Regions from separate parts of the Mus musculus genome. Here all the other regions are linked to region 5. Evidence: chromatin contacts called from public HiChIP or PLAC-seq, Micro-C and promoter capture Hi-C data. All regions are on one chromosome and are shown on one strand. Each heading gives the region's core, a stretch centred on a gene start, on an enhancer-like site or on the middle of the called end of the contact. The rest is flanking DNA. Distances are from core to core; before and after follow the strand shown. Region 1 holds the start of 4933404O12Rik (RIKEN cDNA 4933404O12 gene). Region 2 holds the start of Pom121 (nuclear pore membrane protein 121). Region 3 holds the start of Plod3 (procollagen-lysine, 2-oxoglutarate 5-dioxygenase 3). Region 4 overlaps Col26a1 (collagen, type XXVI, alpha 1). Region 5 holds the start of Sh2b2 (SH2B adaptor protein 2). Region 6 holds the start of Vgf (VGF nerve growth factor inducible). Region 7 holds the start of Col26a1 (collagen, type XXVI, alpha 1).

Region 1 (3,683 bases), core at 565-3,064, 670 kb after region 5:
TTATCAAGTCCTGTGTAGCCCAAGCTGATCTCAAATTCCCTATGTATCAGAGGATAACCTCTTGCGCGCACCCGTCTTACCAGCAAGAACGACGCTGCAACAGGATCCTTCTGCCCACGTTTATTGGGAGAGCTTGATTGCAGAGGCAAAAAGATCCCAAGCCCAGAACTGGTGCTGCTTATATAGGCCTAGGAGAGGCGTGTCTCACACCCGGATTGGTTGTGCTTGGGTTATGTTTACCACCTCATTTGCATGCCTACATCTGATTGGTTAACCTCTCTCATCTGATTGGTTAATTTTGGTTAATTCTCAAAACCTCATCTTGGCAAAAGAACTTTACTGCCTATGTATGCATGGTGGCCAGCGGAAGCCAGCGCCACCCTGCAACGGCACATGTGGCTTCCCACAATAACCTTGAATCCCTGATCCTTCTGCCTTCACTCTCACAGGCCGCCATTACCCATGCCCAGTTTATGTGATGCTACAGATGGGAGCCAGATGGGCTTCCTGTTAGCCAGGTGTCTACCCACAGAGCTGCAGGCCTCTCTGTTGCTCTTTATACAGCCTTTGAAAGCATGCCTCTTGTTTCCAAAGCCTCAGTGTGGCCCAGGTCCACTTCAGGATTCCAGATACTCAGCCTGTGAAAATCAAAATGAGCTCCGTCTTCTACATCTATAGTCTTATCAGAGTTTTGGTCAGATTATAGAACAAAGGCCATCGTTATCCAAACCCTCTGGTCAGGTGGTTGGCACTGTCTCTTGGGATCCCAGTCTCCTTAGTTACCGTCTCTCAGTGTGTAGCAAGAGAAAGATTCATACCCAGGCCTTTCATTCCTATTGTGTCCTGGAGTGAACATTTAGTTTGAAGGTTAACTCAGAACAAGCCGTTAGTAGTTTTCAAGATTTCTTCCTACCGTATAGGTTATTGTCTTAGTTATGGTTTTACTGCTGTGAACAGACACCATGACCAAGGCAAGTCTTATAAAAACATTTAATTGGGGCTGGCTTACAGGTTCAGAGGTTCAGTCCATTATCAAGGTGGGAGCATGGCAGTATCCAGGCAGGCATGGTGCAGGAGGAGCTGAGAGTTCTATGTCTTCATCCAAAGGCGGCTAGTGGAAGACTGACTCCTAGGCAACTAGGGTGAGAATCTTAAACTCACACCCACAGAGGCACACCTACTCCAACCAGGTCACACCTCCAAATGGTGCCACTCCCTGGCCCAAGAATATACAAACCATCACATTTATGAAGTATGTATTAATCGTAATAGCCACAGGTTCCTTTGGTCTACTTTTGTGTACAACAAACCTTAAAGGAAGATGGCTGAAGACAGGCTAGCCAGGTACAAGCTCCACTTAGGATATGCAGTGTCTGAAACGGCTCCGAGGGTAAATATAAAAAAGGGACTTTCTAAATACTATTTAAGTACTTATAAGGCAAATACTGTGTTTGAATTCTCCTTAAAGGCGTGGCTAGTAATCAATGGACTACGTTTCCCATAGCTCCTGTGGCAGCTTCTCTGCATTTCCTAGAAGGCTGTTCGCCCTTTGCTCTGGCCCTGATCATCCGTGGGAAGAAAAAATGGCAATGTATTCGTCAGCATTGTTTAAGTCAAATATCGTCTTTTGTCCTTTATCGTTCCCCTAATCTGGCTTCTGCTCCTTCGCTCGCTGGCTTGCAGAGCCCAAATAATCTGAGAATAGTCTCTGTGGCAACTACAACGGTTTCTAGGGCTACTCGGAGAAGCAGGAGGCTGTCCATGCCGAAGCATTCTGGGAGTTGTAGTTCTGGTTCCTTTCCAGGCAACGGCTTGTCTTGCTCTGCCTCCTCCCACACCAGAAGTGAGCATCAGGTGGTGGCGAGCGCGTAGACAGGGTGAAAGGTGTGAGGGTTAGCGACAGATCTGCGTATTCACCTTGCTGGTCACCGGCCACCACCACCTCGGCGCCAATGAATTTTCTGTCGCGAGCCCCGCTAACGGCTTGCCGCTGAAAACTCTGGGAAATGTAGTTAGGCGCGAGCAAGCTGTCGTTAGTTGCAGGTCTGAGGCGGGAACCGGGGCTCCTCATGTGTTCGCGGCTCGGTTCAGCCTTCCACGGTGAGGATTTTCAGCCGGGAAATCAGGACAAGACCTGGGACTGGATGCGCGGGAAGCCCAGCCCTGAGCCGGGGGGTGGGGGTGGGTGGGGGCGCAGGCCACCTCTCCAGTCCTGAAACCCCCCCCCCCCCCCCCCCGGTGATGTGACTCTGGGTTAACCGTCTAGTTCCTTCACGTTGTCCGGAATAGCAGAATGGATCCTGGTGATCGGAGCAATTAGGTGCTGTCCATGGGCTGGGGAGATGACACAGGGGTAAGAGAGCTTTTGCAACCTTGAGAAACCGCTCGAATCCCCAGCAGGGAGACAGGGACACAACCAACATGTGGGATCAGAGACCCTAGCCGCCAGCCTAGTCTACCTTCAAGTTCAGAGACGGACCCTGGCTCTGGGGAATGAAGCTGGGAGTAATAACTTCCTGTGGCCCCTGCAGTTGCACACGAGCTCTCAAGCATATGTCAGCATGCATACACCACACACAATAAGTAGTGATGGGTGCTGCCACAGCCACAGCCCTCCACTATTAAAGAAGAGGGAGCTGGGGTTAGAGTCGATAAGGTACCCCTCATCCATGGTCTAGCTGGGGCCGACAGACACAGATCTGCAGTACCTAGCAGTGTTTGCCCTCGGAAGCTTCACTGCTTCCTAAGAGCAAACGCGTTGATACTCCAGTAAATGACAAGGCTGGCGGGTGCTTTTGTTTGATTGGTTGGTTTTTGTTTTGTTTTGGGGGGATTTTGTTGTTTTCTGTTTTGTTTGTTTTTAGTCTGATGTTTGTTTTGGTTGTTGCCGTATGTATTTAGGGGGAGGGCATGTAGTGGTCAGAAAACTTTCTGGGTTCAGAAATTGATCCTTTCCTTTTGCCACGTGGGTCTGGGGGATTGCACTCATGTGATGCAGTGAGTGATCACATTTACCTGCTGAGCTATCTCACCACCTATCTTGGTTTTGTTTGAAATAAGGTCTGTATATGTAACCCTAGGCTGGCTTGGAACTTATAGTCATCCTCCTGCCTCAGCTTCCCCCAGTCCTGGGATTACAGACTTTAGGGAAATCATGATTAAAAATAAATAAATAGCCAGGCTGGTTGCACATGCGTGCGATTCCAGTGCTCACAAGGTAGAGACGGGGAAGTCAAGACTAATTTGAGGCTAGCCTGATCTACATAACAAGATGCAGACCAGGCAGGGCTACATAGTGAAACCTTGTCCCCTTCCATCACTAAAAAAAAAAAGAAGAGTGGGAGAGTGAAAGGACCAGCCATGTAAAGGTGCTTACCACCGAGCCGGACAGCCTGACGTCAGAGTCAATCCCCAGCACCCACACACGGAACAAAGCAAGGTACAGTGGGCCACACTTGTCACCCCCACGTCCTGCTGGGGAAGTTGGCTGGCCAACCGCCCCAGTCAAATGAGGGATCATGAATTAGGATATCAAGAGACCAGGTCTCACAAAACAAAGTGGACAGTGACTTTGGAAGGTCACCTAAGGTTGGTTGACCTCTGGCCACCACATGCACCTGCGCAAATATAAACACCAGCCTTCGTTTGTACATGGGTCCTGAGTCTCCCAACTCAGCCCACAC
Region 2 (3,266 bases), core at 127-2,626, 850 kb before region 5:
ACATTAACAGGTATTCACCACCTCAACTAAGCAGACTTATCAAGGCCAGTGAAACGTCTTGTGAAGGAGCTTGCTGCCAAGCTGGAGACCCAAGATCAACCTCAAATTCACGTGGAAAGAGAAAAAGGACTCCAGCAAGCTATCCTCTCATCTCCCTGTGAATATGCAATTTAAAAAGAAAAAAATGCTTTTATCCAGAATCCGGGTTGAGTGTAGTGGAGCACACCGGTAATCCCAGCATTTAGTAGGTGAAGGCAGGAGGGTCAGCAATCCAAAGTCACCCTCATGAGTTCAAGGGACAGCTCAGATACATGAGATCCTGTCTCCGGGGGGGGGGGGGGGGGGAACAAAAACCCAAAGGCTGGGGAATAGGTAGAGGGCAAGCTTGCCTGCTATGACTGAAGCTGTGGGTTCTATCCCAGCACAGCATACAACCTGGTGCAAACCTGTAATCCTATCAGTGAACTCGCTCAGAAGACGAGGCAGGAGGATGAGTTCAAGGACAGGCTCAGCCAAAGAACGGGGTTGAGATTAGACAGCCTATGCCATCAAATACCCTCTCTTAAAAAAAAAAAAAAAGAAAAAGAAAAAAAATAAAGAGAAAAGAGAGTAATGGGAAAAGGGAGGGAAGGGCGTAGAGATAAAAAGAAAGGGAAAAGGCAAAGAAAAGAAAAAGGGGAGGTGAGTTAAATCCGATTTACAGGTTGAGCCCTACGTCAAATCCGCGGCCGCAGAGACCCCACCCTGGGAAGATCGCCGGGGCTTACCGGTGGGGCGGCCTCCGGGAGGGTCGCAAAAGCGGGGTGGGGAGCGCGGGGTAGACGTGGTGGACTCGCTGGACCGCCGAGGCCGGAGGCGGGGAGCGTGCGGGTGGGCGGCGCCCCGGCCTCTCCCTTGGGTCCTGCCGGAGGGCAGGCTCGGGCGGGCCGGGCTTGCCCAGGTAGCTGCCCATGAGTAAGAGCTCAGCCGGGTCGGGGCCTCCCAGCGGGCTGCGGGGTTCGCAGAGGCTACCGTTGACTGGTGACTTGGCCGGAGGCGGTGAAGCGGTGAGAGCTGGCCGCGGGTGACGGCGCGCGTCGCGCACGAAGGACGACAGGGCCCTCGGGCCGCGGGGTTCTCGGCTCAGGCCCCACCAGGCCGCGCTCGCCCCCACGGCCAGCCAGGCCAGCGCGGCCGCCGCGGGCACCAGGTAGAGCGCGAGGCCGAGCAGCGCTAGGCCGAGGGCCGCAGCACCCGCCGGTCCTCCGTAGCCGCGGGCCCGGCTCCGGCCTTCCCGTCCGCCCAACGGGGGCCGCCGCCGCTCGCCTCCGTCAGCCGCCGCAGCCGCCGGAGACATCGCGGCTCCGCGCCGCGGAGCGGACTTAAATATCCCAGGGTACACCGCGCCGCGCGCCGCCGCCGACGTCACTGTCGTCGACGCGGCGCGCCGGGTGGAAAGGGGAAACCGCCGCCGCGTGCGGAGCACGGCGCGAGAGCCCTAGTTTGAAAAATTACAGCTTAGGTAGGCGGATCGGTGCACGCCTTGCCTCTCAGAACGCGGGAGGCGGAGGCAAGAGGAGTTCCGTGAGTTTGAGTCCAGCCTGGTTCACAAAGACAGTTCCAGCGCGACATGGAGACATAAAGCCTGTCTCAAAACAGCAAAACTTAAAAAAAAAAAAAAAGAAAGAAAGAAAAGAAGAAAAGTACAGCCCGGTTTTTGACGCTGGAGGTTTCCCTGACGCTCCTGGACTGCAGAGGAGTGATGTTAGAAATCAAGGCACAGAACGGAGATGGGTGGCACGCGCCTGTAATCCCGGCATTTGGGAGGTGAAGGCAGGAGGATCCCGAGTTCTAAGTCAACCTGGGCTACTTAGTGAGACCCTCCCCGTCTAAAACAAAATAAAACCCGATCAGTCAGACCCTGTATTGGAAAAGGCCAATCAGGCCCTGTGTGGAGGCTCACTGTTTATCGCAGCGAGGTCAGTTCCAGGCCTGCTGGAGCAACACAGTGAGACCCTGTCTCAAAATAATTTTTTAAAATGTGTGTTTTGCTTGAATGTATGCTGGGATTACATTCACACCATCACATCTTACACTTGCGTGGAGGTTGAGGGTCAACGGCAAGTGTCTTTCAATCTCCTTTTTTTCTTTTCTTTGTTGTTGTTTCTCGAGACAGGGTTTCTCTGTATAGACCTGGCTGTCCTGGAACTCACTCTGTAGACCAGGCTGGCCTGGAACTCAGAAATCCACCTGCCTCTGCCTCCCAAGTGCTGGGATTAAAGGCGTGCACCACCACCGCCCAGCAAGTCTTTCTCAATTACACTGCACATTATTCTTTGACACAGGGTCTCTCACTAAACCCAGAGCTCACCAACCTGGCTAGGCTGGCTGGCCAAAAAGACCCAAAATCTTTTTGTGCCTACCTCAGTGCTTGGGATTACAGGGGCTCCTACTGTGCTCAAGCAAGCTTGCTCAGCAAGCCCTGTACCAATGGAACCATCTTCCCAGTCCATATTTCCCCCCTTTCCATCCTTCCCTCCGTTCCTCCTTTTGTTTGTTTCTTCTTTTTTTGAGGATGATAGACTGAGAGCTATTCCTCCACAATCAAGAGTAAGATAAGACTAGACTTGGGGAGGGAAGGCTAGATGGATGAGGGAGAAGCGGGGAGAGGCAGGGATTAGAGTTTAGAGACGATGCATATTGTTAATAAAACTAGCTGAACTGGTAAATGACAGTGAGTACAGTGGGCACTGGTGATAGTTAAGAAACAGGGTGGTCCTGCTCAGTGCCATTCTTAGTTTCTGAGGTGTAATCCAGTAGGGGTTTGTTGTGTATCGGCCACTAGAGGGCAGTCCCAGGCTTATCCATTAAAGCACAAACACACACAGCCTTATCTGTCCACCTTGGTTTTATGCAGTGGTTCTCAACCTTCCTAATGCTTTAACCGTTTTATTCAGTTCTTTATGTTGTGGTGACATCCCCCAACCCCCAAACTATAAAGCTACCTCCTAAGTGTAATTTTGCTACCGTTATGATTTGTAGTGTAGATGATGTTTTCTCGATGGTCTTGGGGTGGAGGGGTCAGTACCCACAAGTTGAGAACCACTGGCCTTATGGTCTCACTGAAGCACTGCCTAAAGGACACACGACCAGGCTACCCGACGCTTGTACTTGTCCTTTGAAAATCGTAGTTAGGGCTAGAGAGATGGCTCAGAGGTTAAGAGCACTGACTGCTTTTCTAGAGGTCCTGAGTTCAGTTCCCAGCATCCACATGGTAGTAGCTCACA
Region 3 (3,550 bases), core at 899-3,398, 740 kb after region 5:
CATCTCACCTGTGTCTGCATCATCATCAAACTGAGGTAGCCTCTTGCCCAGCTGGGGGAGGCCGGCATGGGGGTCATCCTGGAAGTTGTCATTCTCCAATGCCTCCAGCTGTCGGTTGATCCGCCGCTGCCTGGCTGCCCTGTCCAGCACCCGCCGCTGTCCAGGGTCCTGGGAGCGAACTAGATGGGGCAAAGAGAGTTACCGGGGTCAAGACAGGAGGAAAGTTGCACTGCCGTTGCCTAGAGCCCCAGTCTCCTCGCCTCGGCCCCTTCATTATGCTGTGAGGAATTCCCAGATCTTCACCCTGCTTTCTTCCAGCTTGGCAAGCTTGTTTCGGCCCTTTATGCTGCCTCTAAGTCCTCCCAGTCCCAGCAATAACTGGAGACACAATAAATTGCAGCTGGAGAGAGGGCTCAGTGGTTAACAGCGCTCCCTGCTCTTGCAGAGTGCTACAGCTGTTTCCAGGACCCAGGACCAGCAGCCATGAGGGTGGCTCACAACTTTCTGTAATTCCAACTGCCTCTTTTGTCCTTCATGGATACCTACACTCACCTGCACAGAGCAGCACACATACACAAATTAAAATAAAGAGCGCCTTTGAGAATTGACACAGTATTGACTTCTGGCCTCCATATTCTCAAGACCTGTGATTCAGTAGGGCAAAATCCAGTGTACATTTCTAGAATGTTCCTTCAGCCTGAGACGCATGCCTGTGCCCTGTGACTGCACCGACTACCTTCCTTGGACTAAAAGTCTCCCCAGTGTGGCTCCCAGATGTCCCCCTATCTTGTTGGATATATTTCCTATCCCGACATTTTGTCTCCTCTCTTGCTCTCGAGGCTGCTTCTGCCTGTCCTTTTTCTTTAATTGATAGCGCTCTTTGGCCTGTCCCTTTCTCACCCCCACAACCTTCAATAGGATCTCAGGAAGCCCAGGCTGGCCTGGGATGACCTCCTGTGCACAGCCACACCAGGCTTATGTGATGCTGGGGATGGAGCAAGAGTTTTGGGCATGCTGGACAACACCCTATCAGCAGGGGCTCATCTCTGACCTCTTTTTCTTGTATTTCTATCTTTCTTCAAAAAGTGCATTTATTCTGAGTGTTTCTGTGCACATGTAGGTGTTGCAGTACACGTGCAGAGATCAGAGGACACTGTATGGAAGCCTTTTCTCCTATCATGTGGATCCTGGGGACTGAACTCAAGTAGTCAGGCTTGGCAGCAAGCAACTTTACCTACTGCATGCACCATCTCACCTGCCCATTCCTGGTGCTGGGTTTCCCATAACATGCCAGTCTCAAACCAGAACTCCCCCAAACCACAGACTTCAGGACTACAGGACACCAAGAGGCTGAGGTCCAGCCTAATTTACATAGGCAGCCTAGGCTACATTAAAAAAAGAGAGAAAGGAAGGAATGAAGTGTGTATGTTCGTGTGTGTGTGTGCACGTGTTTGTGTAGTACCCAAAGCCAAGCCCTTTGATTTCCTAAGTTTCTCTGTTCCCTCCATCCAACATCCAGAAGCTGGAGGAAAGTGGGGCGATGGTGGCGCACGCCTTTAATCCCAGCAGTGTAGAGGCAGAGGCAGGCAGATCTCTGTGAGTTCCAAGCCAGCCTAATCTACAGAGCTAGTTCCAGGACAGCCAAGGGTACGCACCCTGTCTCGAAGAAAAAAACAAAAAACAAAAAAAAAACAAAAGCAAAACAATCCAGAAGCCGAGGTGAGTACCACTGCTCATAGCACCCGGGCTTTGGAGAGACAACACATCCTCTCCATCCCCAACGTCTGCTGAAGCAAGCAGTCACAAAACACGAATTAATGGTTCCGAGACTGCCCCAACACTGAGCGAAGGTAATTGACGTGAAAAGCTAGGCGGGGAGATGTTAGGCTGAATTTGAACTTGGGAAGCACAAAAGGGCGAACCACTCAAGGCTCACATACCGGCGGGTTTCTTCTCCACCATTGGCGCAACACAGTTGACAGAAGAGCCTACTGCGCACGCGTACTAACCACCGACCCTTGCTCTGAGCACACCCCTTCCGGTGGCGTGCACACATACGCGTGCGCAGTCTTTCCCCTCCCGCTTGAAGTCATTACGTGATGTTCCCTTGGAGATCAGCAAGCTTTCGCTTTCCGCCATCTTTGATAGGGGCAAACCTAATTCCGGTCGCATTGTGGTTACCCAAAAAAAAAAATCTGAGAGCCGCCTGCAAATGGTCACTTTTTAAAAACTGGCGTGGGTGGTCTTTAGGGGAGCGCTCTTGTCCCTGTGCCCTTTGCATCCCCGGTGCGTGTCCCCGCGCTGCGGGACAGGATAGGCAGGTTCGGTGGCTTTGTTGAACCCAGACCCACGAGGATGTCCGCGCGATCCCGCCTCCGGCTTCCCGGCCCCTCCGGGCCCGTCGCCCCCGCCGCGCGCCACCCCAGGCCTTGCTGTCCTGTGTTCCTCCGGGTCAGACTTGTGGTCAAGACCCGCCCCCGCGTCGCCTGGACCCTCCTCAAAAGGTCACTTCCCCTCCCGGGGGGATTCGGTTGCTCCGGTGTGAGTCAGGCAGTGCCCAGGACCGGACCCTCGGCTCCTCCCCACCCTCCAGCCCGCGCCCGCGGGACAATCCTTGCCTTGTCTCGCCGTCTGCATCTCGGGTTTTCGGTGGCCTCGGGTTACGCCTTTTTTCCAGGGCGGAGTCCCGAGCACAGCTCCTCCTCTCAGCGGGCTCGGTTTCCCCTTTTCCCAGAATCTTCCCGGGGCGTCGGAATCCAGGCGCTCAGCTCAGCGCCGGTGCGGGCCTGGGTGTAGCCTAAGCGTGCTGCTAGCCATGGCTGCGGCAGGCCCGGAACCCCGGCTTTTGCTCCTGCTCCTGCTGCTGCTGCCGCCGCTGCCCCCCGTAACTTCTGCCTCCGATCGACCCCGGGGCGCCAATGCTGTCAACCCAGGTGAGAACCCGGGCGGCCAGTGGGCAGGGTCGACACGTCCGCCAGCCTGGAAGGGAGTGTCCAGCCTTCCCAGTGCATTAGCCTCTCATGCAGAACTTGGGGTTCCAGGCTCCCCAGACAGACAGGAACACCCCAGCCCCCATTCGTGTATGTTACTCTCACCCGACTCTTCTGGAGATCAAATGTGCTGAAAGAACTTTAGTGAAGTAATATGGAGGTGTGTGTGTGTGTGTGTGTGTCGGGGGTGATACAGAGGGATAAACACGTGGGACACTAAGCCGTGTCTTAAGTGCCAGTTCTCTGGCTATGACAGACAAATTGCTGGTGATCACTGTGGCTACGGCAGAGACAGAGGGGTACCGGCGTTTTCTGCAGTCTGCGGAGTTCTTTAACTACACTGTACGGGTGAGTGGGGGGACCCATGGGAGAAATTCCAGCGGGAGAGGGCAGGGGTCGTGGGGGTTGGTCCTGTTTCCTCATCTTGGCCAGCTGAACCTCTTCCGCTGCGTGGGGGTGGGATCTTTCCTGCAGACCCTGGGCCTGGGACAGGAGTGGCGAGGGGGTGATGTGGCTCGAACAGTTGGTGGAGGCCAGAAGGTCAGGTGGCTCAAGAAGGA
Region 4 (3,247 bases), core at 142-2,641, 620 kb after region 5:
TTTTAAACATTTTTAAACCCTCACCAAACCTGAAGCTCTTCAGTTTGGCTAGACTGACCAGCCAAGTACATTCAGGGTTGTGTCTGTCTCTGCATCCCATCCCACAAACGCTGGGGCTCTACCCATGCAGCACCACAGATGCTGGGAATCCAAACTCAGGACCTGGTGCTTGCACATTAAACACTTTGCCCCGCCCCCATCATCTCCCTAGCTGAGGATACTCTGTATCTGAGGACAGGCTGCCACTCTATCTGTCTTCATGCAGGCTCTAAGATGCAAAGAGGCAGGGGGTGCAGCACAGGAAGCCAGAAAGCCAGTCTCTGAGCTGGACGTGGAGCACAGTTGGTAGAGTGCTTGCTCCATATTCATGATGCCCTGGGTTTGATTCCCAGTAGCGCATAAACCAGGCATGCCTGTATCCCACACCTGAGAGCTAGAGGGAGGAGGTTTAGAGGTTCAAGGTCATCCTTGACTACCTAGCCAGCCTGGAGGACCTGGAACCTACATTTCAGAATAAGAAGAAAACAAACAAACAAACAAACAAACAAAATCAAAGCATAGGTCCCAGCCCTGCCTGGCGCAAGAATGTAGCTTTAGGTGTAAGACTTTAGCTAAGTCCTTTCTTGAGACAAAGAGCCCTGACTTGCACAGCAAGCGGCACACACCAGCAGCAAAACGCCTGCGGCTGTGGTAGTCTGCAAATGGTCCAGTGCACAAAGATGCTTGCTGCCGAGCTTGACAACCCGAGATCCAACCCTAGAACTCATATGGTGCAAGGAGAGACCCGAGTCCCGAAAGTCGTCCTCTGTGCTCCAAAGGTGTGTCCTGGCACAAGTGCCCACACACATACACACTCACTAAACAAAAGAATGGGTTTTACTTTTTAATCTTAAAACTACAGAAGTGAGCTTTTGTGTTCCAAACTTAAGTCTGCAGAATTCCGTAGGCCTCGAAAACGTGTAAATATAGAGTCCAGATGCAAAGACTGCCCCTTTCCCAAGTCTCAGGGAAGATCTGAAAGGACCCGATGGAGAAGATGTGGCTCCCCTTCGCTCTGGAAATTTCCTGGGCCCTGCCATCACTCAACAGGACGTTGGCTGATGCTGCACAGGGTCCTCCGGGCCTCAGGGTGGGTCATGGCCCCTGCCCTGGAAAAACTGACAGCCCAGACAAAACCAGGTCCTGCAGAATATAAACAAGAAGACTCTCAATCAAGCTCCAGAGCACGGCCAGAGAAGAGAAGGTGACCAACTCTCTACACGCACTCCCTCCCATCTGCGAGTAAACGCTACAGCCAGAAATACTCCAGCCTTGCGCTGGGACCGGATGCCCCAGAGAGGCAAACAAGCCCTTGTTTTTCTTCACCATCTGCTCTGGCTCTCAGAGAGCTGGGGCCCATCCCCCCTTCCTTCCTGCTGCTCTGTCACCAGCCTCCGAGGGTCCTGTTACCACAGCCAGGCTGTGCAATGACCTCAGGAAAAAGGCTTCGGTTAGCAGGTCAGGCTGGAGAGCCGAGTCCCTGGAGCTCAATGGCCATAGCCAATCGGAGAGCTGGAGTCAGTGAGAGATCTTGTCTCAAAAGTAATAATACAATGTGGAGAGGGACTGGGAAAGACAGCTCACAGTCTACTTCCGGCCTCCACGTGAACGGTCACACATGTGCTTGTGAACCCACATACATATGTGTGCACACACATGTATAACACACAAGTACATGCTTGAAAATAATACTGCTGCTGGAAAGTTGTCCTGTTGGGCACAGTGCAGACAGGACCCTTGAGATTACAGACCCAGCCCTGATAAGGAGCGAGGGTCTCAGTTCTGAGAGCTGGAAGTAGGTTGTGTGTAGAGTGTGTGTGTGTGTGTGTGTGTGTGTGTGTGTGTGTGTGTGTGGCACTTCCTTTTGTCCTTGCCAGTCACCAGCTGAAGTGTCTCCTTTTGTGGTTTTTGACTCAGGGTCTCACTTCTCCCCCACTGGCCTTGAACACTTTATGTCCTGAAAATGGCCTTGAACGACTGACCCTCCTGGCTCTATCTCCCAAGTACCGGAATTACAGGTGTGTGCCACCATGCCCGGTTTTCTTCAGTGCTTCACTGCTTGGCTTCAAACATGCCAGGCAAATGCTCTACCCACTACCCACGTCCCACCCTTGGACTGAGGTTTGCATCCCTACACAGTTTGGTTCTTAGATCTGCATAGCCTCAGACACCTCATAATCCCCAGCACTCAGAAGACACAGACAGACAGACAGGCAACAGACAGACAGACAGACAGACAGGCAGGAAGACAGGCAGGTAGGCAGGCACGTGCGCACACACACAATGCAGAGTGTATCTGAGTGTAATTTCCCTCCATAGGGAGTCAAGCTCTCCCACCCTGGGACTACTGGAGAAAGAGTCAAATCTACATCTTTCCCAGACTGCCGTCCTTCTCTGTTCCATTTGCTAACAAAGCCCTCCTGATCCAACACAGTGGATGGTGGCAATTAAAAAGTACAAATCTGGAGGGGTGGATCAGTGGTTAGAGCACTTCATGTTCTTATAGAAGACCCAAGTTTGGTTCCCAGCACCCACATCAGGTGGCTCGCAGCCACCAATTCCAGTTCTAGTGGATCCTACACCCTCTGGTCTGCCCGGGCACCTTTGCATGCATGGTAAACACACACATATGCACACACACACACACACACACACACACACACACACACACGCATGCATGCATGCATGTACATGCACACACATACATACACATTCAAATAAAAATAATAAATTTAAAAATCTAAGTACAGAGCCAGGAAGATGCTGGGCTAGGAAAAGCACTTGCCGTCCGTAAATGCTGGGCGAGAATGACTGCCATCTTTAATCCCAGGACTCAGGAGGCAACAAAGGGGATCCCCAAACTAAGCTGACTGAACTTTGGGCTCAAGGGAGAGGCCCTGGCTATATATAAGGTGGAGAGTGATCAAGGAAGGCACCTGACCTCAATCTCTAGCCTCCACATGCAGACATATGCACCCTCAAATGAGCATACTATTCATATGCATATAGACATACAACATATGTACATAAATCCCAGCATTCGTGCGGCAGAGGTAGATGGATCACTGTGAGTTCAAGACCCGCCTGGTCTACATTAGCAAGCTTCAGGCTGGGCAGGGCTACATAGTAAGACCCTATTTCAAAAAAGAAAAAAAAATGTATGTACATATTTATACACACGACACACATACACACACATACACACACT
Region 5 (3,485 bases), core at 849-3,348:
AGGCGCTCACCATCTCACCTTGTGAGCTCACCCCTGGAGCCCCACATAAAGGTGGAAAGAGAGACCGAAAAGTCCACAGATCTTTGCATGTGCTCGGAGGCATATGTGCCCACACACATCACACACACACCACTCCCACCACCACCACCAACAGGAATAAATATAATTTAAGAATCAATTAAATATGTATAGCATTGGAAATGTAAATGAGCTAAATACCTAATAAAAAATGGAAAAAAAAAGAATCAATTAAATACAGGCAGAAATCTCTCTCACTTCAAGCCTGGTCTACATAGAGAGTTTCAGGCCATAGTGAGACTGTCTCAAACAACAACAACTAAGCAAACAAAACCATGATGCCTCACACTAGCCGAATGGGATTTTGAAAGATTTTTTCCCCCCCAGACATCTTGGAAATCAAAAGATATATATTGAAGGTGATACAGTGTAGCGGTTTCAGATTCCCCGTTCCTTACAGCCTCCTGGGGGAACCACTTATCTGGGGGGTGACTGCCCAAGTAGGAAGGGTGCTCCCCAAGAGGAGCAATTCCATCAGATCCCCTGGCAGAAACACTTATTTGGCACACGAGGTAATTCAGCTCAGGGGGCAGACAGAGATCAGGTTGATGAGATGGCTCAGTGGTAACAAGACGTGCGCCAAGCCTGATGACCTGAGTTCGGTCCCCAGAACCCATGTAAAGAAAGAACTGACTCTCGAAAGTTGTCCTCACACACTCACACACACACACACACACACACACACACACACACACACACTCATAAATAAACAAGCAAAAATTTTTAAAAATTCCACAAAGGGGCAGAGATGAAGCTCAACACTGGTCTGACAGCCCCACCCCCTACATCACCTCTGGTGAACTAGACTCTGGTTTACCCACGTTCACAGCCTCTTTGGGGGATACCCTGCGACTGTCCGATCACTGCAGACTTCTGACCTCAAAGACTCCACTGAGGGACTCTATGCGAGGGTGGAAGGGTAGGAAAGCCCTGGCGCGTCCCAGCCTCTGCCTGGCTCCGGCCCGCAGCCCTGGCGCGTTTCCTACACGCGCAGCTCACAGGTTCATCAATGGCCTAGGCCGAAGGGGCTGAATGGAGGGCACTAACCCGCCCCTTCTTAAAGGCGCCGGCCTGTCACCCTCGGCGATCCTCCTCTCAAACCCGGGGCTGCTCCGGAGCTCCAGAGTGGGCGGGTCACGAATAGTGGCCGTGGGAAAGAGGGCCTGGGCCGGAAAGAGAGTGTCCCCACGGGGTCACTGTGGCCCAGCGAGACCCCAGCGTGTAGCCATCACCCTCATGCTGTGTTGACCCACCTCCTCCCAGACCCTGGAAGAGACCTGAACGTCCCCTCCCCCCAGCATCGGATCCCTTCCTGTAGAGGACCAGCTGCGCTCGCCCCTCCAACCAGCCAGGGTCTGATGAGGGGAAAGGGGCTCAGCTGCTCCAGAGGTGGCTTCTTTCTCCCACCTCAGCTTCCCGTTACTCTCCACTTCTCCTGGGCAGTGGGTCTAGGATCCGATCCCAGAGGGGTTCATCCCCCTCTGTCGCGCGTCCTCCTCCCTCCCACCGGTGCACACAAAGACACGCTCGGACCCGGGCGCGTGCGACCGCGCTTCCCGGGGAGGCGGTGAGCACACACCACACACCTCATCACACACACACACACACACACACACACACACACACACACACACACCCTCGGGGACAGCTGGGCACCGGGTAGAGTAAAGGACCGTGGGGACAGGGAGCTGAGAACAAGCAGGCCGTACCTACAGGCGCGCAGCTTCGGCCGCGCGGGCTGGGGCGCCGGAGGAGCGCTGCCCGGACCGCGGCTGGGATCCCCGGACCCGGTGGCGCATGGCCCTCCGGGCCGTAGCTCCGCCCTTGGTGGCCGGTGGCGGCGGCAGCGGGGGTGGCTCCCGCTTCCCTGGCCTGCAGCTTGCGAGGCGGTCTTGGCGGTCCTGGTGCGGCCCCCTTGAGGTTCTCTCCCTCTTCAGGCTCCCGAGCTCCGCGCGCTCCGATCCCAGACTCGCGCGCCGCGCGCCCCTGGCCCTCCTCCTTGCCTGAGCAGCGCGCGCCTCTGGGCCCCGCCCCACCACTAGCCCCGCCCCAACACGCCCCCCCGCTTCAGGCCCCTCCTTTGCCGCACCCCCCGCCCACGCGGCGCGAGCCACTAGCCACGCTCCCAAGTCCTTCCCCAACCCCCAACCCCGGCTCTCTCTCCGGAGCCCCAGTGGCGCCGGCTAACCGCTCTGTCTTCCTCCGGACAGTGGCTGAGCAGAAAGACCCGGGTGCCCAGGTCTCGTTGCCAGTCGAAGGAATCCCTCTCGTGTGGGAGCGTCTCCCGAAGCCCAGGGTGGTGGCCCCCAAGGGCAGGATTGGAGGATGTTCTACGTGATGGGTCACCCCGGGCGTGGACACCCTATAAATGTCTCTGGGTTACTGAGAGTCAGACAGGGGCGGGCGCTGTAGGCCGACCCTCCGCCAGAGGACAATGGAAGCCTCGAGGAGGTCCAGATGTCGCAACCAAGGAAATGTCTGTCTGGTTCTCAACATCCAGGAGCCCAGAGCCACGCCCCCTGTCTTCCTCCTGCCCTCGGGGTGCGGGAAACCGCCCAGGATTTCGGATCTGGGGAAGAGCTCCTACACACAGGTCCTCCCCACTCAGCTTTACTCTGGTCCCACCAGGAGAGGTGTCTGAGGTCGTCCAGGATTCTGCGAAGTCCTCACTCTGGGTTGGCGACAGAACCAGAACTAGGTATTGCCTGGCCTGACTTCTCTGGTGGCGCTCTAGGGCATCCCGAGGGGTAAAGAGACCAGAGGAGATGGAATAACCTGGTGACTAGAGGCGCGGGGAGGAGTCAGATGGGGTTGACACATGCCCATAATCCCAACGCGCTTCGGACGGAGGAGGGAAGCAATAGTTTGAGACCAGCCTAGGGTACATACTGTCTCAAAAAGCCAAAAAACGAAAAAAACGACAAAACCCCACAGGTGTGTGAGGGGATGCTCAGAGGTGAGGCCTGTGGCTTCTGCAGTGGATATGGTCCCTTGGGCCTGCTCTCCTCTCCTCCTTGCTCCCCATTTCAGGGAGACTTCTGTCTGTGTTGACCTCAGGCTGTGATCTGCCTGGAGTGCCTCCATCTGCTGCCCTCCTCCCACACGGGGTGGCCTCTGACCTTTGTAAAGTCCTTTCACTCACAGGAAATCAGATTCACTGATTATTTTCCAGGAAGCAGCAGGGGTGGCATGGGGCTGGGGGAACTGGGCTGACATTGGAGAGATGGGGTGTGCTGAGCACATGGGAACTTGCTGGGGGCCACCGAAACCAGCCAGACCTCTGTTGAGGCCTGCCTGGGTACCTGTTTCTTCTCAGCCACACAGGGACCAGCAGCTGCCCTGTCTCTAGACCTGGCCAGCAAACACTTAATGAAAGTTTAGGCTGGAATCCAGCCATTGATTGAACT
Region 6 (3,217 bases), core at 536-3,035, 790 kb after region 5:
CTTCTTCAACCTGCTTCAGGTTCTTTTCCTTCCATCCCCCTGTCCCCATCTCTCTTCTCTTTCCTCTCTCACCCCACCTTTTCTCTGCAGAGCTGATGGGGTTTCTTCTGGGAAAGTCAAGCCACTGATGGAAGGGAGAAGCCACTGCTGGTTATAGAGAGAAAGCACGTGAGTGTGTGTGTGTGTGTGTGTGTGTGTGTGTGTGTGCCCGCGCGCGCGCCCTCGCGCGTGCACGAGCTAGGGGCTTAAAATGAGGGTCAGTAACAGGATGGTATGAGGGGGCTGACTCTGAAAGAGGTTCTGAGACCCTCCAGATGCCCTCCCCATTCTGGTTTCCAAAGTGTCAGGGTGCGGGGGGGCTTTGCGTGTGCCTATAAGCACCCCTGTGTCCGCAGTCCTTGTGTGTCTGGTGTGTGTCATTGTCCCCCCCCTTTCCCTGCCCACGCCCCCGCACTGCTCTCCGCCTGCACCGCAGCCCCCTCCAGCCTTCCTCCCTCCCCTTCATTCCTGCAGTAGCAGCTCCCGGGGCCACCTTTCCCTCTCCTCTACCCCCTCCCCATTTCCGTCCTCCCATCCCACCCCCGCCCACGTCTGGTCTCCCTTCACTGGACCCGGCTGGCTGATAGATTTTCTGCGCAATCTCTGCGTCATCGCCCCCCACTCCCGGAACCTCTAACTGTCCAAGCCCCCAGCCCCAACCCCTCTGGGCAGGAGATACGGTCGAAGGGTCTGATGGCTGAGAGGGTCCATCTCTGACGTTGCAATTCACCCCCCCCCCCCGGTCGCGTTCAGACCTCCCCTTTAAGCGGTAGAGAGAAATGGAGTTGAGTCACCCTCTCCACCTGCTCAACCCCCTCCCCACCTGGTCTGCTCTCGCCCTCCAAATGTCCTTGGGTGGGGGCTGTGGGGGAGAGGGAGACAGGCTGAAGGGTGTGGGAGAGTTGGATTAAAAGGGGGCACAACAGGAACCCCCTAACAGCCACAGCAGAGCCCGCTGGCCAGAAGGACAGACACACCTTTTTTTCCCCAACCCCTTCAGACACGAACTGGTTTGAACAGACACGACCCAAAGGCACACACATCGTCAATCTTTCCCTTTTCTCTCTCGACTAGGACCCTTTCCAAGGTGATTACCCAAACCGCAAGATCCACCCATCTGCGCTGACCCTGGGCGGGCATCCCGCACCGCAAATCCACCCCCTCCTCTCAGGTTCAAGTTGTCCTTGGGCGTGCTCCCTATAGACCATACTGTGGCGGAGTAGGGAGCCAGGCCCCTTCCCCTTTCAAACCCTTACCGTCCCCCCATCCAGTACTGATCTTTTACTGGCGCCCAATTAGATGCTGGCGGTGCCCTCTTCCTATTCTGCTCAGCAACGCAGGCTCCGCGCCGCAAGTGCTTTGTAACCCACCCTCCCGCCTTCTGGTTCCTCTGTACCCACCCTTCCATTCATTTTTACATTCATTCATTCATCCTTTTCTCCTCGTCCCTCCTTCATTCATTCATAGCCCCCTGCCCCGCCCGCCTCGACATTTCATTCATTCATTCATTCATTCATTTCCCGGAGCTCGGCTAGCGCACGCCCCTCTAGCCGAGGGCCCTACTGCGCAGGTGCAGGCCGGGAGCGACGCTTATCCTCCAATCATTGGACTTTCACCGTCCACCAGACACCCGCCCGCTTCCCCATGAATGAACATTGACGTCAATGGGGCGGGGCTATCCCACGTGACCCCGCGCGCTCCCCTTTATAAGGCAGAGGCGGCGCGGGCGCTGTCCAGCGTGCTGAAGCCGGAGCGAGAGCGCTGTTGCTGACCCAGCTGAGCCCAGCTTCTAGGACGCCAGCCCTCGACCATCGCTCATACTCCAGCCACGGAACAGAGCCAAGGCGGACCGGTCCCGACTTTCCCCCTGCCCCGACCCTCCTCTCCACCTCCCGCCGTCGTGACACCGGCTGGTAAATACTCCGCTGTCCATCCCTCCAACCCTCTTCACTCGTGGGCGTGAAGGGAGGATTTTCTTTCCATATGGGGTATTGAGAGCATAGCGGTGTGCCCCCGGGAAGGGTCTTTGGTAAAAGGGGAGTCTCTGCTTTTTTGTCGCTGATGAAGTCACCCACGCACCATCCGGGGAGTCCTGTGGGGAGGGAACAGATCCCCCCTCCCGCTTATCATTGCTGCTTAGTACGCGGGCGCTGGCTGAGAGATGACTTAGGGAAGGGGGCGACAGGAGGTACTGGGTACCCAGAAGGAGGATTGCGGGCGTTCTCTGCCCATTTGCACGACCCCAGAGATCGCCACATCTTTCTTGTTCTCTGCTAAACGTTTCTTTTCGGGTAAGGTTAGAGAAATGAGGGAAACCCCGGATTTCCTGCTTAAAGGTGGGGGGAGGGAAAGCAGAAATAGAAAGCGGGGAGTTCTTATAGAAATCCTCTATTTCTTTGATTTCTTCTATTTTTCAGTCTCTGGCAGCCCGTTGGTCATGAAAACCTTCACGTTGCCGGCATCCGTCCTCTTCTGCTTCCTTCTACTGATCCAGGGGTTGGGAGCAGCGCCCCCCGGGCGCCCCGATGTTTTTCCTCCTCCCCTCAGCTCTGAGCATAATGGGCAGGTAGCTGAGGACGCAGTGTCCCGGCCAAAGGATGACGGCGTACCAGAGGTCCGAGCTGCTCGGAATCCCGAGCCTCAGGACCAGGGAGAGCTCTTCCAGGGCGTGGATCCCCGGGCGCTGGCCTCGGTACTGTTGCAGGCACTGGACCGTCCGGCCTCGCCCCCGTCGGTCCCGGGAGGTTCCCAGCAGGGAACACCCGAAGAAGCAGCAGAAGCTCTGCTGACCGAGTCCGTGCGCAGTCAGACCCATAGCCTCCCGGCACCAGAAATCCAAGCGCCCGCTGTGGCCCCCCCTCGCCCTCAGACTCAGGACCGCGATCCCGAGGAGGACGACCGCTCAGAAGAGCTGGAGGCGCTAGCATCCTTGCTCCAAGAACTTCGAGATTTCAGTCCGAGCAATGCTAAGCGCCAACAAGAGACGGCGGCAGCAGAGACTGAAACCCGCACGCACACGCTGACCCGAGTCAATCTGGAGAGCCCCGGGCCAGAGCGCGTGTGGCGCGCTTCCTGGGGAGAGTTCCAGGCGCGCGTTCCGGAGCGCGCTCCTCTTCCGCCCCCGGTCCCTTCCCAATTCCAGGCTCGAATGTCCGAAAGCGCTCCCCTTCCCGAAACT
Region 7 (3,424 bases), core at 247-2,746, 640 kb after region 5:
CCAAAGGCCGAATGGAATGGGCTCTCCAGTGTCGCCAGGCGACCGAAAGGACTCATGGCCTGGTAACTCTGGGAACTGTAGAACACAAAGCCAAGGCCGCGCAGGTGAGCCGGGCTACTCCGTGGGGACTGAACCCGGAGTCTTGTGAGTCCCGGGAGCTCCCTCTACGACTCCCGGATGCAAGTCGGTGCCATCTCCATTCGAAGCCCAGGGCCGATGGGCACAGGGCAAAAAAAAAAAAAAAAGGGAAAGGACGGGTGGGCGCGACCGGAGACCACCAAGTCTGAGGCCCCAGGTTTCCAGAACCCCTCTCACACAAGTTGGCTCCCCGAACTCTTTAGGCCCGGGGTCCCAGCAAATGATCACAATATCTATTCCCTCTCCTGCACCCGACCACAAGGCTCCTACGGTCGTGCGTTCCAGGCGTCCGTAGTCCCCAGGCCTGCGTCCTTAGCACTGGGCTACTGTGCCTCGGAGGCCACCCCACTGTTCCCCATCTCGCTTTCGGTCTCCGTGCCCTCAGGCCTCGTGGTACAAGTCCCGTGTCCTTTCTTCCCAATCACTGGACCACTTCGCCTCTTAGTCTCTGTGGTGCGTCCCCAAACACAGAGCACTCAGCAGGGGGTCACTGCGCCTTGGAGCGCGCACTGGCTCTAATTCTCACGCCCCCGTGTCCTGAATACCCCAACATCCAGCCACCACTCCTCGGAGTCCTCACTGTCCTTTGATCTAGTTCCTGCGCCCCCAGCCCCTAGCCATTACGCCTCAGAATCCCCACTGCCCGACGATCCAGCTCCGCGGCGCCTCAAACTCGATGCCTTTCGACCCCAACACCCAACAGACCTCAACTCCTCGGATCCTCTGTTGTCCCACGATCTGGCCCTCACGCCGTCGAGCCTCTGCTTCCTAACATTCGACCACCTTTTCTGTGGTCCAGTCCTTGGTCCGCTATCCCGCGTCCCCCAGCACCGGGCCAATGTTCTTCACAGCCCCTGATGTCGCTGGATCCAACCCTCCGGGACCCTGGCTCACTGTCCTGCGTTACTAGTACCCGGTCACGGCTCTTCCGAGCCCCCGCTGTCCCGGGATCCAACCATCGTGCCCCCAGGCCCGGCCACTGGCGTTACTCACCGGCGACTCGAGTAGCCGTTGCCGGGGGAGCCGGCGCCCTGCTCCGGGTAGCCGTGCTGCTGCAAGGCTGCTGCCGGGAACGGGTAGAGAAAGCCGGTGGCCAGCGCCGACCCGCACAAGCAGCAGCACGCCCATGGTAACAGCAAAACCAGCTTCATTTTGCACCGCTCTCCCGCGGGGACCTAGGGTCCCGGGAGCCGGGAGCCGATCAGGAGTGCCCCAGACCGCTGGACTGACCCTGTTGCCCCAGGCTGGAGCGCAGGGAGCTAGCCGGTGATGGCGTGAAGTCAGGGTCGGAGGTGGAAGTCGTCTTGGGGGGGGGGGGCGCCCACGCCTCTCCAGGGCCGCCTTTTCAAATTCGGCGAGGTGGGCTCTGCGCAGTCGAAGGGGGCGTGGGTCTTTCTTTTTAACCCTCAGCGGTCCAGGACTGAGGAGGTGGCTACCAAGCCGGGGGTACCCCCAGGGACACACATGTTTCCAAACACTAAATCTTACATTGTGGGCTCTTATACACATTTTGCACTTTCCATACCAAGGTGGAGGAGGATTTGGTCCCTCTCAGTACCCAGTCTTTGATCAAACACCGTGACACTGTGAGATATCACTATCTCCATTTTTCAGAGGTAGATCTTGGACTCAAGGAAAGTTAAGCAAGGTTCTGTGGTAAAAGTGTGTGCTACAGAAACCTGACACCCATATAAAAAGCCTGCCATGACACTTAACCCCATCCTTAGAGCCTCCAGCCCTGGGGCTTCTGACCGGGCTCAAGGTTCAGTGAGGGAAACCTTGAATGGAGGTAAGAAAACAAGAGGACTAGAGCCGGACACCCTATGTTACTCTCTAGCCTCAATTTACCCATGCACACGCGTGTGCATAAGCCCCCTCTCACACACACACTTAAGCCTAGCTTGTGTGGTAGTGACCCCTATAATCCCAAGGCTCCACATGCTGATTGTGAATTTGGGGCCAGCCTAAGCTTCATAGTGACAACAGTAACCCAGAAAGTACAAACGGGGTTCTGCATCTGATAGTAGCACCCACAGCACAGGCCAGTTGACAGCAATGTGGAATATTCTGGTCTTTCTCGTTAGTCACGGTGTGGAGGGAAGGTTAGAAGACAAGAGTATTTTCAAATCCAGGTGAAGAGGAGGCTGTGAGCTAACCATTTGTTGAATGTCGCCGGTATCCATGAGGCACACTTCAGATTCCTTTGGGAGGAGGCGCTGAACACCCCTCCCCATAAAGTGGGGGTCCTCCAAACCCTTCAGAGCCCGAGGGAGACATGGATGGGGGGTGTGAAAAAAGGTCCTAGGTCTAAGACGCGCATCCCATGAAGGGGCTATCTACTCTGTGAAGAGTAAACCCGGCCTCCGAGACCCATGAGAACTTGGGAAGGGTGGACATTCCACAAAATAAAACAGAGCCAGGCTGAGCACGGCAGTGCATATCTGCGATTCCAGTTCTAGGAAGTTGGAAGCAGGAGTATTGGTCAGCCTGGGCTACATCACAAGACTTGGTAACAGACAAAAGAACTAAGTTGGGATTGGAGGAACTCTCGGGAAGGGATGGGCAATTTAGGGAAGAAGGTAAAGAGAGTTGAGTGTGATATATTGGGGTACCCATGCTAGAAGGTACCTGTGAGTTATGTATCTATAGGACTATATTAGACCAGATAGCAAGTCAACAGAGTGGGTGGCTCACTCTTTCCTAACAACAGTCCTAAAGCCAGATGGTGTGGGAGACTATAATTCCAGCCCCAAGCAATAGGTACAAGACTTTGAATCCAGCCTAAACCATATAGTGAGAACCAGTCTCAGATGGGCGCAGGGTCGGGGGAGATTCCTGAAAATGTAGCTCAGAGTTCTTGTCCAGAATCCTCCCAGCAAAGTGCTGGGCTGTGGCTCGGTGGTAGAGCCCCTGCCCAAAATGCTCAGTGAGGGGCTGGGGGCGTGGCTCAGTGGTAGAGCCCCTGCCTAGAATCCCCCAGTGAGGGGCTGGGGGCGTGGCTCAGTGGTAGACTGTCCGCAGCTTATACAAGGATGTAGATCAGATCCCTAGCGCTCTCTCTCTCTCTCTCTCTCTCTCTCTCTCTCTCTCTCTCTCTCTGTGTGTGTGTGTGTGTCCTTAATCCTCTACTGCTCATGCTTTGACGTCATCAATCTACTCCTGTCTCCAAGAGAGCAGTGGGTGCACACAACTATTTGAAGTTGCTTTTTGTTTCCTTTGGAGTTTTTAAAATGGGGTTTCTCTGTGTAGCCCTAGCTGCCCTGGAATTAGCTCTGTAGACTAGACT

Evidence for each region. Promoter capture Hi-C pulls out the DNA fragments that hold promoters and counts their contacts. Hi-C and Micro-C count contacts between places; a contact is called where the count stands out from the background. HiChIP or PLAC-seq counts read pairs in DNA pulled down with a chosen protein or histone mark. Capture Hi-C pulls out chosen DNA fragments and counts their contacts.
Region 1: a promoter capture Hi-C map of adipose tissue shows a contact between it and region 5, with 2.3 times the contacts expected there. The contact joins the promoter of 4933404O12Rik here to the promoter of Sh2b2 in region 5. A contact is called at or near these places in 5 of 39 promoter capture datasets (the C10 cell line, the HPC-7 cell line, embryonic stem cells and 2 more), 11 of 115 datasets of contacts at active chromatin or transcription factors (the NIH/3T3 cell line, T-cell acute lymphoblastic leukemia, bone marrow-derived macrophages and 6 more) and 1 of 9 other capture datasets (adipose tissue).
Region 2: a contact with region 5 is called in a promoter capture Hi-C map of liver, with 3 times the contacts expected there. The contact joins the promoter of Pom121 here to the promoter of Sh2b2 in region 5. A contact is called at or near these places in 2 of 39 promoter capture datasets (both in liver).
Region 3: a contact with region 5 is called in an H3K4me3 HiChIP or PLAC-seq map of bone marrow-derived macrophages, with 4 times the contacts expected there. The contact joins the promoter of Plod3 here to the promoter of Sh2b2 in region 5. A contact is called at or near these places in 5 of 39 promoter capture datasets (the SN4741 cell line, cranial neural crest, hippocampal neurons and 2 more), 1 of 15 datasets of contacts at CTCF or cohesin (large pre-B cells), 6 of 115 datasets of contacts at active chromatin or transcription factors (the 230-238 cell line, bone marrow-derived macrophages, large pre-B cells and 3 more) and 1 of 9 other capture datasets (adipose tissue).
Region 4: an H3K27ac HiChIP or PLAC-seq map of large pre-B cells shows a contact between it and region 5, with 4 times the contacts expected there. The contact joins the enhancer-like site here to the promoter of Sh2b2 in region 5. A contact is called at or near these places in 2 of 39 promoter capture datasets (the SN4741 cell line and embryonic stem cells), 1 of 15 datasets of contacts at CTCF or cohesin (the NIH/3T3 cell line), 11 of 115 datasets of contacts at active chromatin or transcription factors (the 230-238 cell line, bone marrow-derived macrophages, double positive thymocytes and 6 more) and 2 of 9 other capture datasets (embryonic stem cells and pancreatic islet).
Region 6: a Micro-C map of embryonic stem cells shows a contact between it and region 5, with 2.6 times the contacts expected there. The contact joins the promoter of Vgf here to the promoter of Sh2b2 in region 5. A contact is called at or near these places in 1 of 39 promoter capture datasets (pre-B cells), 1 of 484 Hi-C or Micro-C datasets (embryonic stem cells), 1 of 115 datasets of contacts at active chromatin or transcription factors (large pre-B cells) and 1 of 9 other capture datasets (embryonic stem cells).
Region 7: a contact with region 5 is called in a promoter capture Hi-C map of embryonic stem cells, with 3 times the contacts expected there. The contact joins the promoter of Col26a1 here to the promoter of Sh2b2 in region 5. A contact is called at or near these places in 7 of 39 promoter capture datasets (the C10 cell line, cranial neural crest, embryonic stem cells and 1 more), 1 of 15 datasets of contacts at CTCF or cohesin (large pre-B cells), 2 of 484 Hi-C or Micro-C datasets (embryonic stem cells and large pre-B cells), 9 of 115 datasets of contacts at active chromatin or transcription factors (bone marrow-derived macrophages, embryonic forebrain, embryonic midbrain and 3 more) and 2 of 9 other capture datasets (adipose tissue and embryonic stem cells).

The regions. Positions count from the first base shown.
Region 1 is chr5:136,917,332-136,921,014 of GRCm38.p6, forward strand. It overlaps 4933404O12Rik (RIKEN cDNA 4933404O12 gene), which reads left to right and starts at 1,815. Exons shown (of 4, transcript NR_015555.1): 1 at 1,815-2,100.
Region 2 is chr5:135,393,170-135,396,435 of GRCm38.p6, forward strand. Pom121 (nuclear pore membrane protein 121) reads right to left here and starts at 1,377. Exons shown (of 13, transcript NM_148932.2): 1 at 768-1,377. The coding sequence starts at 1,336.
Region 3 is chr5:136,984,871-136,988,420 of GRCm38.p6, forward strand. It overlaps Plod3 (procollagen-lysine, 2-oxoglutarate 5-dioxygenase 3), which reads left to right and starts at 2,149. Exons shown (of 19, transcript NM_011962.3): 1 at 2,149-2,933; 2 at 3,247-3,338; 3 at 3,465-3,550. The coding sequence starts at 2,816. It overlaps Znhit1 (zinc finger, HIT domain containing 1), which reads right to left and starts at 2,034. Exons shown (of 5, transcript NM_001310747.1): 1 at 1,941-2,034; 2 at 9-179. The coding sequence starts at 1,962.
Region 4 is chr5:136,862,765-136,866,011 of GRCm38.p6, forward strand. All of the region lies in intron 1 of Col26a1 (collagen, type XXVI, alpha 1), which reads right to left. It overlaps Gm20485 (a long non-coding RNA gene), which reads right to left. Exons shown (of 2, transcript XR_868604.2): 2 at 871-1,182. Among named protein-coding and RNA genes, the nearest start is that of Gm20485, 6.0 kb to the right of the region's middle. RefSeq lists an enhancer at 1-2,171. Within about 2 kb of position 1,392, at least 142 of the 459 cell types and tissues checked have an H3K27ac peak or open chromatin away from gene starts, as enhancers often do. A contact at or near this core is called in the 230-238 cell line, double positive thymocytes, pancreatic islet and 1 more, where this site is marked.
Region 5 is chr5:136,242,842-136,246,326 of GRCm38.p6, forward strand. It overlaps Sh2b2 (SH2B adaptor protein 2), which reads right to left and starts at 2,099. Exons shown (of 9, transcript NM_018825.4): 1 at 1,788-2,099. Gm30408 (a long non-coding RNA gene) reads left to right here and starts at 2,594. Exons shown (of 4, transcript XR_868600.2): 1 at 2,594-2,776.
Region 6 is chr5:137,028,510-137,031,726 of GRCm38.p6, forward strand. It overlaps Vgf (VGF nerve growth factor inducible), which reads left to right and starts at 1,786. Exons shown (of 2, transcript NM_001039385.1): 1 at 1,786-1,952; 2 at 2,457-3,217. The coding sequence starts at 2,477.
Region 7 is chr5:136,881,719-136,885,142 of GRCm38.p6, forward strand. Col26a1 (collagen, type XXVI, alpha 1) reads right to left here and starts at 1,497. Exons shown (of 13, transcript NM_001346699.1): 1 at 1,132-1,497. The coding sequence starts at 1,289.